Regions from separate parts of the Danio rerio genome. Here region 2 is linked to region 1. A link is a contact called in public Hi-C data. All regions are on one chromosome and are shown on one strand. The core of a region is the stretch at or near the end of the contact, and the rest is flanking DNA. Distances in the headings are between cores, read along the strand shown. Region 1 overlaps ptprma (protein tyrosine phosphatase receptor type Ma). Region 2 holds the start of ptprma (protein tyrosine phosphatase receptor type Ma).

The links. Hi-C and Micro-C count contacts between places; a contact is called where the count stands out from the background.
Region 2: a Hi-C map of an unstated tissue shows a contact between it and region 1, with 2.9 times the contacts expected there. The contact joins the promoter of ptprma here to the enhancer-like site in region 1. A contact is called at or near these places in 2 of 18 Hi-C or Micro-C datasets (caudal fin and an unstated tissue).

The regions. Positions count from the first base shown.
Region 1 is chr24:45,425,957-45,433,798 of GRCz12tu, forward strand. It overlaps ptprma (protein tyrosine phosphatase receptor type Ma), which reads right to left. Exons shown (of 20, transcript NM_001018133.2): 3 at 1,421-1,695. Among named protein-coding and RNA genes, the nearest start is that of ptprma, 110 kb to the right of the region's middle. Within about 2 kb of position 3,430, at least 12 of the 62 cell types and tissues checked have an H3K27ac peak or open chromatin away from gene starts, as enhancers often do.
Region 2 is chr24:45,531,408-45,539,249 of GRCz12tu, forward strand. ptprma (protein tyrosine phosphatase receptor type Ma) reads right to left here and starts at 3,857. Exons shown (of 20, transcript NM_001018133.2): 1 at 3,783-3,857. The coding sequence starts at 3,855.

The DNA.
Region 1 (7,842 bases), core at 2,180-4,679:
GCACACACACACACGCACACGCACACACACACACACACACACACACACACACACACACACAGAGAGAGAGAGATGACATGAGAACTATTCAGTGACTCACCTGTTAAAAACACCCTCTGCTTTCTGTACATGTATGGATTTGATTCTTTTGAACCAATTAATTGATTCAATCGATGACTTAGTGAGTCATTAAATTACCAACTCCTGATTTGATTCTTTTGAATTAATTGATTTAATGAAGGATTCAGTGTATCTCTCATAAAAGCAACCACTTCTATTCTTGAATTGATTTGATTCTCTTGAATGAGTTGATTCAATGAATGATTCAGAGACTCCCTCATGAAATAACCCACTTCTTTTCATGGACTGATTTGATTCTTTTGAATGAATTGATTCAATGAATGATTCAGTGAATCTCTAATAAAAGGAACCACTTCGGTTCATGAATTGATTTGATTCTTTTGAATGAATTGATTCAACAAATGATTCAGAGACTCCCTGATAAAAGCACCCACTTCTGTTTATAGACTGATATGATTCTATTGAATTAATTGATTCAACAAATGATTTAGCGACTCCCTCATAGAAACACCCACTTCTGTTTATGAATTTATTTGATTCTATTGCATGAATTGATTCAATGAATGATTCAGTGACTCTCTTATAACAGAACCCACTCCTGTTCATATATTGATTTGATTTTTTTGAAAGAATTCATTCAACAGATGATTCAGTGACTCCCTCATAAATGCACCCACTTCTGTTCATGGACTGATTTGATTCTTTTAAATTAATTGATTCAACAAATGATTCAGTGACTCCCTCATAAAAGCACCCACTTATGTTTACAAACTGATTTGATGCTTTTGAATAAAATGATTCAATAAATGATTCAGTGACTCACTCATAAAAGCACTTTTGTTCACAATTTGATTTGAATCTTTTGAATGAATTCATTAAATGAATGATTCAGCGCCTCCCTCATAAAAACACCCACTTATTGTTCATAAATTGATTTGATGCTTTTGAATGAGTTGATTCTTTAAATGATTCAGTGAATCACTGAATCATTCAATGAATCAATTACAGCACATATCAGATTCAGTATTTAGCATTTAATATGAAATGAAGCGTTTATGACTTATGAAATCAATAAAAATATGGAGACTGATGATCAACAGTAAAGGTGACAAACATTACCTCTTAATCCCAACAGGGAAAACCACCAACAAAATAATAAACAATAATCAGCAACAATCAACTACAATGAATGCATGATGATCTGCAGTCATGGCTTTAGAATCAATAAATGTGATGATAATGGGGGTCAATGGGGCAAAAACAGTCCCAACTCCAGCAAAGGGGAGTCAGTGTGAACAGTACAGCAGGGGTATAAATGTCTCAGTGTGAGCCGGTTCACCTGGTAGAAGTTTGGCCAGAAGGTGCTGACGGCGAGCTCCACCTGCTGCCAGGTGTGCATTGCGGGTCCGCTGTAGTTCCAGACGGGCTGGCCCAGCGGACTGCTGTTCTCCTTCACGTATATGAGCATCTGTCCCGGGCTGGAGCCCTCGCGGCCCGCGCTCAGCAGCTGGAAGATCACGCAGTGTGTGTCGTTCTCCTTAAACTGAGGCAGAAACAGCTGAGCTTTCTGACCCGAGAAACGGCCTGAGGTGTTGGCCATCAGGAACGCTGACCCTACACACACACACACACACACAGAGAGAAAACAAACCATCAGCTTCAGTCCTGCAGCTCATCTGTGACTCCTCATGTGTGGACATACAGCTGAAGTCACATTTCTTTTATAGTAGTGTCACTATGGCATCATTATTAATCATTTTGTCTGTCACTGTTGGGCATCATTATCATTCATGAACTGTTATCTAACTCAGGGGTTCACAAAGTTTCAGCTCGCGACCCCCAAAATAACAACTGCAGTGACTTGAGACCCACACTATCATTGTAGGTGGTTATAAACAAACAAACAAAAACACTGCACACACACACACACACACACACACACACACACACACACACACACACACACACCAATAGGAACTATATAAACAAGCTTAGTGACAACACAAGTGCAACAGTCTAACAACAAGGACTTGACAAGAACCACCCGCCAAATGCAGGTAGATTTCACCTGCGGCTGGTTAGACAGACCCCACTAGCCACTATTTTTTCATTTGGCAGAGCTGCTTTGTCTCTAAAGATTAGAATTTTAGTTTAAGACTGTATGTCAGTATGGGCGCAACTGTGATTTTAGAATCGAGAAGCAGCACGATTGAGAAGTCTTCATGAGAGCAAAAGAAAGCAGGTGAATAGCGAATGAGAGGATGATTGGGCGCACGGTGAGACACACCTTCACTCACTGACTGTGAAAAAAAGCGATGCTCATGCACGCAGTGCTGCTACTTTCAAGAGCTCGAGATTTTTTGTAAGGGGCAGCGGTTGCTTTCGCTTTTACCATTCTTCGAACAGATTATTAATGAACGAAACGCTTTTTATCGGCTTTCTTTTGCTTACAGTTATTTTGGGTAATGAGGGGTTTAATTATCATCCTTTACAATAACATTGTTTTAATAGGAGATTAACTCTCAACGTGACTATTGCAGATTGTGATATTGATGCTCAAACAATACATTATTCAGTCTTATTCATTCATTATATATATATATATATATATATATATATATATATATATATATATATATATATATATATATACATACATATACACATACATATATATATATGTATACACACATACATACATTCATTCATACGTACACACATATATTCATTCATACGTACACATACATACATTCATTCATACGTACATATATATATATATATATTATAAACTTTATTTGTCTATATAAAATATTCGATAGAAATAATAACTGAAATGTGAAAAATGTACATATAAACATTTTTTTTAAATATAAAGCAATGAAATTAAATTAAGATGTTGTTTATATACAGTTTTACATTATTTTTTAATTTTAAAAATACTATTTAGTTAAAGGATCAAACATAAAACGTATAATTCTATTAGACTGATTGATTCATTGGATTTACACATTTATTTAAGGTCGGTGCCTACAAACTATTAATATGGGCTGAATTTAAAGAAACAAATGAAATTTAGTAATGCATATCTCCGTTTGTTTGCTCAAATCCAGCCTATAGCAATCGTTTGCAGCTTTTTACTTTAAAGAAATGAGCAAATCCAATGTACTCCTTTTATTCACTGCATCATCATCATCATCATCATCATCATCTATTATGGGTTACAGTCTCAGATCTCATCAACAAAACATGCCGTCTCTAAAACTCCCTCATGCCTCAGCCCTCATCACTGCCTTATTCCCATCACACATATGAGTGTGTCAGCATCCACAGGAAGTGACCCCAGAAAGAACAGGAAGTGGAAATCTGACTGCTCATTGTTGGCTGACCCGAGCGCAGACAGACCAAGGTCTCTGGACAAACACATCACTTCCTGTTAGACGACAAACCCTGAACCCGAAGCCGGTGAAGCTCTAGTCAAACACACTGAAGCTGTGAACATGATCTGCTGTGATGAACAACAGCACAGGACAGGAAGTGCTTTTATAAACATGCTAATGAAACACCAGCAGACGGACGCTGAATGTAGACTTTAGCATGTTTAGTGATCATTAACACACATTTACTGCTTATAGAAGATGCAGATCAGGAGTAGAGCTGAGCACATCATCATATACATCACCTTATACACAACCCCACACAAGACTAACTGAGTTTTAGGAACACATAATAACTGCTGTTCTAGTTGGTGATTTGGTGTCAGAAGTGTCTCTATGAAAGGTGAAGGCCTCTAGATTTTGCTGATTTGAGCTCAATAAATCTGATCATGTCTTGATGTTGACTGATTTGATGAGGACAGTGCGGTCTGACTCTGCTCAGACTAAAGTGTCATCACTGAACAGAAATAATGTCCAGTATAGAATATAAAGTCCTGCTGCAGTGGAGACAGAATGAAGATTGTGTCTGACTCCATCATGAGCTTGGAGGACTGCATCCATACATCTCTGACATGACTCACATCACTGATTAATAAAGTCATCTGGATGAAGAAGAAAGCCTTCAGCAGATCTCTCGCACGCCCCCATACTGAATGACCCCAAACCATGATGTCTCCTTCACCAAACTTGACTGATTTCTGTGAGAATCTTGTGTCCATGCTGGTTCCAGTAGGTCTTCTGCAGTATTGGTGATGATTGGGATGCAGATCAGCAGATGATCCAGCAGAGAAATCCACCTTCAGACACTTTCACACATCATCAACTAGAAGACCAGTTATTATGTGAGATCCACCACAAGACTTCTGTCAGGGAGTGTATTATACATTATTATTCATATTATAAAAATTTAGGCACTTTTCATTCATTCATTCATTTTCTTGTCTGCTTTTTCTTCCCTTTATTAATCCGGGGTCACCACAGCGGAATGAACCGCCAACTAGTATAGGGAAAAACTATAATGACAGACACTTAACAACAACAAGAACCGAAAACTGCACACACACACACACACACACACACACACACACACACACACACACACACACACACACACACACACACACTCTTTTAAATAGGATTTAGTGGTGTGTTTGGTGTAAAGTGTTTGCAGCAGGTTTAATCTGCGGCTGATCTGATCTGATTCAGACACGAGCATCTGCCAGACACTGTCAGCAATACACCAGCTCTCAATCTGATGCTGACACACACAAACACACTGAGTATAGGGTGTGTATGTGTGTGCGTGCATGCATGTGTGTGTGTGTGTGATTTGTAGAGAGTTTATGTATAGTAAGTTTTGTGTCTGTATGTGTGTGTGTTCATGCATGCATTGTGAGTGTGTGTGTGTGTGTGTGTGTGTGTGTTTTAGACATGAGCATCTGCCAGACACTGTCAGCATTATAACAACACTCAATCTGCTGCTGAGAGAGAGACACAAACACACACACACACACACACACACACACACAATATTGTACATGTCCTTGCGCATCTGTGTGTGTGTCTCTGTCTGTCTGTGTGTGTGTATAGTGAGTTTGTATATAGTGAGTGTTTTGTGTTTGAGTGTAGTAAGTTTTGTGTGTTTAGTGAGCTTGCATGTGTGTGTGTGTGTGTGTTTGTTTGTGTGTGAGCGCACGTGTGCGTGCATGTGTGTGCAGAAATTTGTGTATGTTGGTGTGTTTGTATGTGTGCAGATATCAGTGTTTTAGGGTACAGTAAGTCTGTGTCTCTTTTAGTGTGTGTGTGTGTGTGTGTGTGTGTGTGTGTGTGTGTGTGTGTGTGTATTGGCGTCTGGTTTACGAGCAGCTGCTCTTTCATTAGTGCCGGACTGCGGTACACACTCTGAGAAACTTTGAACAGAAGAGAGTCAACTGTGTGTTTGTGTGTGTGTGTGTGTGTGTAGTCAGTCTAATGCTCCTTTGAAGACACACACAAAAACACAGACAATACCAGCTGTATTACATGTGCACGTATGCACACACTTTGCACATGCACACACACACACACACACACACACACACACACACTGACTATACACACAAACTCACTATACACATGCACACACACACACACACACACAAACTGACTATACACATGCACACACACACACACACACACACAAACTGACTATACACATGCACACACACACACACACACAAACTGGCTATACACATGCCCACACAAAAACTCACTATACACATGTGCACACACACATAAACTGACTATACACACACACACACACACACACACACACAGACTCTCTATAGTATTTTTATGTCTCGGTGTGTTTCACCGCTCCTGGCCCTCAGATTTCTCCAGAATTTCTTCTTTTGTGTTTCACGCCTGAATGAAAGTCACGGGGGTCTGAAATGACATACACACACACACACACTCTCGGGCGAGCGAGCCGATGATGACAGAATGTTTTTCTTGGCTGAACGAACCCTTTAATAAACATTCAATCTCCAGGTTTCTCCTCCTGCAGCCTCCAGGCTCGGAGTTTTACACACACACACACACACACACACACACACACACACACACACACACACACAATAACATCAGTGTGTGAGAATCAATCAATGAATGAGTGAATGAATGAATGATGGGATTTCTGTCCCGGGGCCAGACTGACACCCAAACCTCAAATTTCCAGGAGACACACACACACACACACACACAACACACGAGACGAGACCCAACACGCCCGAGCATCAGCTGTGTGTGTGTGTGTGTGTGTGTGTGTGTGTGTGTATGTGTGTGTGTGTGTGTGTGTGTGTTGTAATTATACACACAGCTCGTCCAGGCAGGTTGACTGCAGAATGTAGTGTGTACGTTTCTTTAAAGCTGCTGTATGTCAGTGTTTGACTCATCTGCATGATTAAAGCTGCATCATGTGTTTGCAGATATTTCGAAACATGCTTAGTGAACATGCTTGTTTATCTGAGAAACAATGCTGAAGTCAGATATTCTGCTGTGGACGTGTGTGTTACGTGCCGAAGCGGCTGTTTTTGTTTTGGTCTCTTTAACCCGCCCAATGCCAGTTCAGCCAATTATATTTCAGCACCCCGGGTTGCCAGATATTGAAAAACAGTGTATTTCATCCATTCAGCCAGGAAGGCTGTGAGAGTGTGCATCCATAACCGAAATGCGACTTCCAGTGGACAGTAGCAGACTCTGAAATGAGACGCAGATTCAGAGTTCCACATGAGGTTATTAATTAGCAAATAATATTAATATTACGAGTGTAAACATTAGGTGAGCAGGTCACACTGTAACCCCGTGTCCTAACAACACGCTACGTGACGAGATGTGCAGTGATGAGCAATTGGGCTGTTTATTTTATTGTCCAGATCTGAGCTGAACTATCTGCTGCTGCTTTCAGTAGTGTGTCAATAAACGTCATGTCCGACTCACATTATCACTGAGTGAAGCACATGAGCTGTAGCTGAGCTGATCATTGTCAGTTTCCTGTTGTTCCGCTGTGAGAAATTGAAGCCGTTTCTGAAAAATTTATTTCAGGTGTTTCTTAGGACAAAAAACTCCTTAAAATATGGAAAATATTCCTTCTGTCGTGCCGCTGCTTTTATTTACAACAGTTTAAATCAGCCTTTATCAGCCTCGATAGTCAGGCTCACTCCTGTTGGTCGTCAATCTGGCAACCTGTGCTTGCATGTGTTTTGATCCAGGGATGCAATACCTAATTCAACCACTGGGTATCAAACTTACATACTGCACCATTAAATGCAATTTTAGTTCTGTAATATACAATAAAGCTGCTATAAATAAATGGCGAAACTAACGCCAATACTTTATTAAGTAACCTGTAATCAACAGAGTAACTGTTTCCCCATTACAACGTCGTTACATTACTGACAATAAAATGCACAATTATGCCCCCGTGGCAAATAGCTGCTCATGATCTGTATATTTTGGGTCCTGTTGACCCAAAAATTAAAACCTTTCTAAAAATGCATGTGTTGTTCATTGTCATGATCACCAGTGATCTAGTAGCTGCAAATCGCTAAAGGACTACAATTCGGCCATTTATGGACTACATATTCAGTGCCACACAAGTCTCCACTAATTAGACTCCCACAGCTGAAGCTGCTTCTGGACTGACTACTGCACTACACTCACTGTTGCTGAGTCTTGTTATCTGTTAAGTGAACCTGCATATGCATGCGCAGCTCTGTTGTCAGTGACACTCCCCTGGTTACATATATAAGCTATTGTTCATATTTTACAAATGTTATTTCCACCCCTA
Region 2 (7,842 bases), core at 2,607-5,106, 110 kb after region 1:
TTTTGTTTTTCTCTTCTGGTGGATTTTTATCAATGAATGCACTCATGGAAAAATACTATAGTAAAGCTGTAGTGTTTTTAACCCATACTATAGTCAAGTACTTCAATTAAGCCAATATACTAATTGGCATGCAATGGTAATACAACAAATACAGTATTTCATATTTTGTACAAATTCTATAACTGCTATAATAATAAAACAATTAAAGTAATCAATATTTTGTACTAATATTATAGTCACTATAGTAATAAAACAACTAAAACAATTGATCTTTTGTGCTAATTCATTAGTTGCTACGGTAACAAGACAACTAAAATACTTTATTTGTGCTAATTCTACAGTTGCTATGGCAATATAAAACTACTAAAACAATTTATATTTTGTACTAATTCTAGAGTTGCTATGGCAATAAAACAACAAAAAAATTATCTTTTGCACTAATTTTATAGTTGCTATGGTAAAAAACTAAAATAATTACTTTTTTGCTAATTAGTTGTTTTGGCAATAAAACAATTAAGTTATTAACATTTTGTAATAATTGTATAGTTGCTATGGAAAATGATAATAACAGTAATTTATCTTTTGTGCTAATTCTACAGTTGCTATGGTAACAAAACAATTAAAATGACTAATATTTTGTACTAATTCTATAGTTGCTATGGTAATAAAACAACTAAAGTAATTAATATGTGCTAATTCTAGTTGCTATAGTAATTAAAAATTTAAGTTGATAATTTTAAATTTGCTATAGCAATAAAACTAATTATTTACCTTTTGTACTAGTAAAATCATTTATTTTGTAGTAATTCTATAGTTGCTATGGTAATAAAAACAACTAAAATAATTTATTTTGTGCTAATTTTATAGTTGCTATGGAAATACGACAATAATAGTAATAGATTTTTATGATTTTTTGTACCAATTCTATAGTTGCTATGGCAATAAAACAATACACAGTAGGGCTGCACAATATATCATTTCAGCACTGATATCGGAATGTTTGCATCCGCAATAGTCACATCCCAGGATAAGTCATTATAGTTGATTATAATCAGCGGCGCATCATCTGCATGCGTTTTTAAAGAGATAGTTCACCCAAAAATGACTCAAATCATAATTCACTTTGTAATGTTTATGTTAAACACAAAAAGATGATATTTTAATAACTCAAACATTTGAAACAAGTGAAGGGTGAGTACATTTTCATTTTGGAGTGAACTATCCCTTTAAGGCCTGTGACTGTGTGAACATTTTAGAGTTTAAAGCAGTCACCAAACTTGTTCCTGGAGGGCCGGTGATATGCAGATTTTAGCTCCAACCCTAATCAAAAACACCTGAACAAGCTAATCAAGCTCTTACTAGGTATACTTAAAACACCCAGGCAGGTTTGTTGAGGCAAGTTGGAGCTAAATCCTGCAGGGACACCGGACCTCCAGGAACCAGATTGGTGACCCCTGGTTTAAAACATCCGGCCAGAAGAAATTATAATGTTTGTAAGTTTAATAAAAATAACAAACACTGAAGACTGTGCACAGTTGATTATTCAATATCTGTACCTGAACACTGTTAGATTCTAGAAATTTAGAATTCCCTTTATCTAATCTCATATTATTTGAGCCTCACTCTTCTGCAAAATCACCCCAAATCAACCTAAAATGAATAAAGCTGTTTAAAATAAAGCTCCAAATAAAGCTGTTTCATATTGCAATGTATATTGCAGAAATACAAAATATTGCAATTTTATATTTTTAAATATTGCGCAGGCCTAATAAAAAAATACATCGTTGCCTTCAATTTTTAATTTGAATCAAAATAACCTTTTGAGTCATTTTAACTTGTTGCATTACACTGACTTAAAATATGATTAAACATATGTTGTCATGACTAATAATACAAACAAATCACCAAAATACTGTCATTTTCTACAACTATAGAGTATATATACTACAATATTTCACATTATATATATATATATATATATATATATATATATATATATATATATATATATATATATATATATATATATATATATATAGTATACCACAGTATTTATTACAGTTTTTCAGTTCACAATAATACTACTACATTATGCTGGAGCTCTTAAAAAATACAATAATATATTTAGTATTTACTACAAAAAATATATTACTATAGTATTTTATTCATGTGTTCAGCCAATTGCACATCTCTATTTCCATAAATGAGACTTCCATAAATAAAATCCCCAGATATTTAAGCTGAAGCCAGTAAAACTACTTATTATGTGTCACACGGGCATCTGATATATAGGATTTCTGTGGGATTTGTATGATAGCGGGGATCTGGAACTAATCCCTCATCATGTGTGAGCACTGCTGCCCCCATCAGGACACAAAACACACATAAGAAACATCTGCAGAAATCATCCAACTCACGGAGATCAAAGCCGCAACACAGAAACTCAACATGCATTAAAATACACCATTTACTAAAAAATTTATTTAAATACACAATTCAGCCAGCAGCCTCGTTTATTTACATCTACAATAGTAAAGTGCGCAAATCACAAGCACGTGATTTAGTTTATGACAGCCTTTTCAAGACATGTCTCAACACTAAAACCATTCATAAAAGCAAATTAAAGTGCAGGGAGAAATGCACAGCTGAGATCCGAACTGAAGCAATTAGTGCGAGAGCAAATCAAACGCTTTAATTAAAGCACACAGATGTGCTCACGGCTGGGAAAAAGTGCATTCAGATTCAACATCAACACTAAAACTTTATAGAGACACACAATGAAACATCTGCAGGTCAACAAAAGGCGGTTGTAGAGCAGACATGTCGGCTCCGTTTGACTGTTTTGCATTAAAAATAAGATTATAGCACAAGTGAGGATATAAATAGCACAAAGGGGAGTCAGTGTTATCTTAAACAGCGCTGAATGACGGAAAACAGACTCAAATAACGGCTCTGATAATGAAACAGAATGTCTAGAAAGCTGAAAGATATAATGCACACTAAAAATGCTCGGTTATTTAATCAAATGTTTGTTCAAATGTGGACTAAACTAACTGTTGGCTTATAAAAGTGTAATTTAAATTTAAAATGCATTTAAAAATTAACCCAATGTTAGTTTTGTACATATTTGACCCAACGTTATGTTAAAACAACCCAGCCTGTTTTTAAACTAAGGGTTACTGTCATACATCAGCCTTTATATATGGCGCGAATACCATAATGAACGGATCCAAAACCCACTTCAAAACCATGTCGACATCAAAACAGGACTTTGTGTTACGCTCCTAAAATAATCTGGACTATAGTAACCCAAAGATGCGTCAAAACGGACAGAATCAACCGTTGGGTTTAAAGTGAATTTAAATTTATTTGAAAAAAGCCGTTAAAATGTAACGTTAAACCTTTAAAAACGTTAGAACTGCGCGTTTTAGAGTGTTTAGAAACAACTGGAAAACCAAAAGTTCACCACACACACACTCACTCACACACACACACACACACACACACACGGGTTATTTATTAAACACTGTATGATTGTGTGAATTGGAATGCGAGCCCGTTTTCTCCAGCAGAGAGAAGATGAAACTCACGGTGAAGGAAAGTTTGGGCTGTGGCGTCGGAGAATCACACACACATACACACACACACACTCCATCCGACACCAAACACAGTCAAACTGATCTACGGAAACTTTGTAAAGTTAATTTCAGCTGTTAAAGAGGCTGAGGAGAAGCTCTGGCCGACAGGAAGTTTCTCCTCAGAAAACCCCGAATGTCTCTTACCGTGGAATTCTCCGGTGGAGATCCAGAAAACATCGGCGAAGAGGAGAAAAGCCGTTAAAAGTCTCCGATCCATCGCGGAGTGCGGATAACGGCCGCGCGCTCCTCTCGAGCTCCGCGCCAAACGCCAAATATTCCCGTTGGTGTGAGCAGCGAGCGCCGGAGCCGATCACCCCCGTCCGCGGCTTTACACGAGTTAAACTGAGTCTGTCCGCCGTTACCGACTTTAGGACCGCCGCCGAGGAGCGTGACGTCACCGGAGCGCGCGCACGCACGCACGCACACTCACACACGCACTCGCTCTCTCTCTCTTTCAATCCAATTCAAATGATCTTTATTGGCATGACATGTCAAGTATAATGCGCATTATATACACAATAAATAAAACAGTAGGGATACTTATTTATTTATTTATATATTTATAAATATGATGAAATCATAATATGCATAAAAAGACTATTGTATGACTATTAAAAAGATAATGACAGACAACAAAAGGTTTGTATATTTCAATCGGCTAAAAAATATAAAATAATATTCCTGACAGTCCTCTCACTCATCCTCTCTCTCCCACTCCCTCTCCCTCTCTCCAGCTGCTCCGCTCAGTTCTCTCTGTTTCCCGTGGAGTTCAGACGCGCGCGCCGGTTCTCTGGTTCTTCGCGCGGTCGGAGAGTCGCGTTTGACCGGTTTTTAAGCTCCACAGCGGGTGATTCTCGGAGCTGCTGCGCGGTAACCGAGCAGAGGACCGGATGGATGATTGAGGAGCGGGTGATAGACTATATAGACCGGGAATTACAGACGGATAATGCCCAAAAATAAGACCACTGCTGGACACAATCTCTGTGTGCGTGTGTGTGTGTGTGTGAGTCACTGATTTAACTTTACAGCAGGGCTTTTCAAACCGGGGTCCGCAAGAGAGTGCTGAAGGGTTGAAGACCAAATATTATCTTACTCTGAAAATAAATATTTTTATTATTTCCCAAGGGTCTTCAACAGTTTTTCAACATTTTACAACAAAATAGGTTTAATAACAAATTTCTACTAACTGATTTATTTTGTTTCTCTTGATTCTTGCTCTACATTTTCATTCATTCATTCATTTTCTTTTCGGCTTAGTCCCATTATTTATCTAGGGTCGCCACAGCGGAATGAACTTATCCAGCATATGTTTTACACAGCGGATGCTCTTCCAGCTGCAACCCATCTCTGGGAAAGCTCTTCATTAAAAGATACTTATTTATTATTGTTCATATAAATTTGTGGACTAATTTTGGACCCTTATTGTAAGCTATTTTGCTAGATTAGCTCCATATTCAGTACTGACTAAACTAATGTGTATGCACAAATATACACTCACCGGCCACTTTATTAGGTACACCTGTCCAGCTGCTCATTAACACAAATGTCTAATCAGCCAATCACAGGGCAGCAGCTCAATGCATTTAGGCATGTAGACATGGTCAAGATGACCTGCTGCAGTTCAGAGCGAGCATCAGAATGGGGAAGAAAGGGGATTTAAGAGACTTTGAACGTGTCATGTTTGTTGCTGCCAGATGGGCTGCTCTGAGTATTTCAGAAACTGCTGATCTACTGGGATTTTCAAGCACAACCATCTCTAGGGTTTACAGAGAATGCCTTGTATCAGCGGTTCAGGCTGGTGGTGGTGGTGTAATGGTGTGGGGGAGATTTTCTTTGGGTCCATTAGTACCAATTGAGCATCAACGCCACAGCCTACCTGAGTATTGCTGCTGACCATGTCCATCCCTTTATGAGCACAGTGTCTCCATCTTCTGATGGCTACTTCCAGCAGGATAACGCAGCATGTCATAAAGCTCAACCATCTCAGACTGGTGAACATGACGATGAGTTCACTGTACTCAAATGGCCTCCACAGTCACCAGAGCTCAATCCAATAGAGCAGCTTTGGGATGTGGTGGAACGGGAGATTGGCATCATGGATGTGCAGCCGACAAATCTGCAGCAACTGTGTGATGCTATCATGACAATATGGAGCAAAATCTCTGAGGAATATTTCCAGTAGTTTGTTGAATCTGTGACATGAAGAATTAAGGCAGTTCTGAAGGCAAAGAGGGGTCCAACCCTGTACTAGTAAGGTGTACCTAATAAAGTGGCCGGGGAGTATATATCTTAAAGCATCCTATTTTGAAAATATTAATTTAAATGAGTAATTTGTAAGGGGTGTAGGTTACTCTAATGTTCTGAGCACTGTATGTGCAGTGATATATGAACATCATTCTTGATTGTCCTGACTGTAAATCATTGTGTTCACTATAATATCTGTTACACAGTAAAGACAGTTGTTGGAGGGCAGAATCCCCCATAGGTTAGACTATAGTTAAAGTGTTGAAGACCATTTATCCGATCGGACAATTGAGTTGAACACGATCGATGCGATGTGACCCCTGGAGAACTCTGTGTGTACTCACAGCTGTGTGTGTGTGTGTGTGTGTGTGTGATCAATTATACATTAAAGAGGACAGTATTCCCAAAGTATTTTCTCGTGTATCACATCTGCTCTGCTTTGAGAACACTCTTCACATCCGGTCCAGAGTCACTCTCACAGCATGATCATGACCCCTGAGTGACCTTTAGTCAGCCGTCGGTGTTCAGAAACGTCCTCTAGTGTATGTGAGAGCAGCAGAAACATGTTGATGAGGAAAGAATGATGAGCAAATATAGTCTTTGTTTGTCTTCAGTGTTTGCGTTTGGACACACTTGACTGAAACCATTTCTGTAGAACCACCGGCTTCTGCTTAACAGATCAGAATACATCTGTATAAATGTGTGTGTGTGTGTGTGTGTGTGTGTGCGTGTGTGTGTGTGTGTGTGTGTGTGTGTGTGTGTGAGTGTGTGTGTGTGTGTGTGTGTGTGTGTGTGCGTGTGCGTGTGCGTGTGCGTGTGTGTGTGTGTGTGTGTGCGTGTGTGTGTGTGTGTGTGTGTGTGCGTGTGTGTGTGTGTGTGTGTGTGTGTGTGTGTGTGTGTGTGCGCGTGTGTGTGTGTGTGTGCGTGTGTGTGTGTATATATGTGTGGAGTGTGTGTGTTTTATGACCTTTATATAACTTCAGGAAATTAAAACACGTTTTTTAGTAAAACACACACACAAACACACACACACACACATATATATATATATACGTGGCGTGGTGGCTCAGTGGTGTTGCTCTGTGGTCTCACAGCAAGAAGGTCTCTGCTTCGAGTCTTGGCTGGGTCAGATGATGTTTCTGTGTGTGGAGTTTGCATGTTATCCCCATGTTGGTGTGGGTTTCCTCCGGGTGCTCCAGTTTCCTCCACAGTCCAAACACATGCGCTATAGGGGAACTGATCAACTACACTGGCCATAGTGTATGAGTGTGTGTGTGTAAATGAGTGTGTATGGGTGTTTCCCAGTACTGGGTTGCAGCCAGAAGGACATCCGCTGTGTAAAACATATGCTGGAATAGTTGGCGATTCATTCCACTGTGGCGACTCCTGATGGATACTAAGCCGAAGGAAAATGAATGAATGAATGAATATATATATATATATATGGCCACTTTATTAGGTACGACTGTCCAACTGCTCACTAAAGCAAATGTCTAATCAGCCAATCACATGGCAGCAGCTCACTGCATTTAGGCATGTACGTAGACATGGTCAAGACGATCTGCTGCAGTTTAAAGTGAGCAACAGAATGGGAAAGAAAGGGGATTTAAGAGACTTAATAAATGTTCAGCCGACAAATCTGCTCTCTATATAAACATCTGAATGATTTTAAAACTGCATCTTTATTCATTCATTCATTTTCTTTTCAGCTTAATCCCTTTATTTATTAAAGGTCGCCACAGTGGAATGAACCGCCAACTATTCAGCATATGTTTTATACAGTGGATGCCCTTCCACCTGCAACCCAGTACTGGGAAACATCCATACACACTCATTCACACACACACTCATACACAACTAGTGCATGTGTTTGGACTGTGGGGGAAACCGGAGCACCCGGAGGAAACCTACACCAGCACGGGGAGAACATGCAAACTCCACACAGAAACACCAACTGACC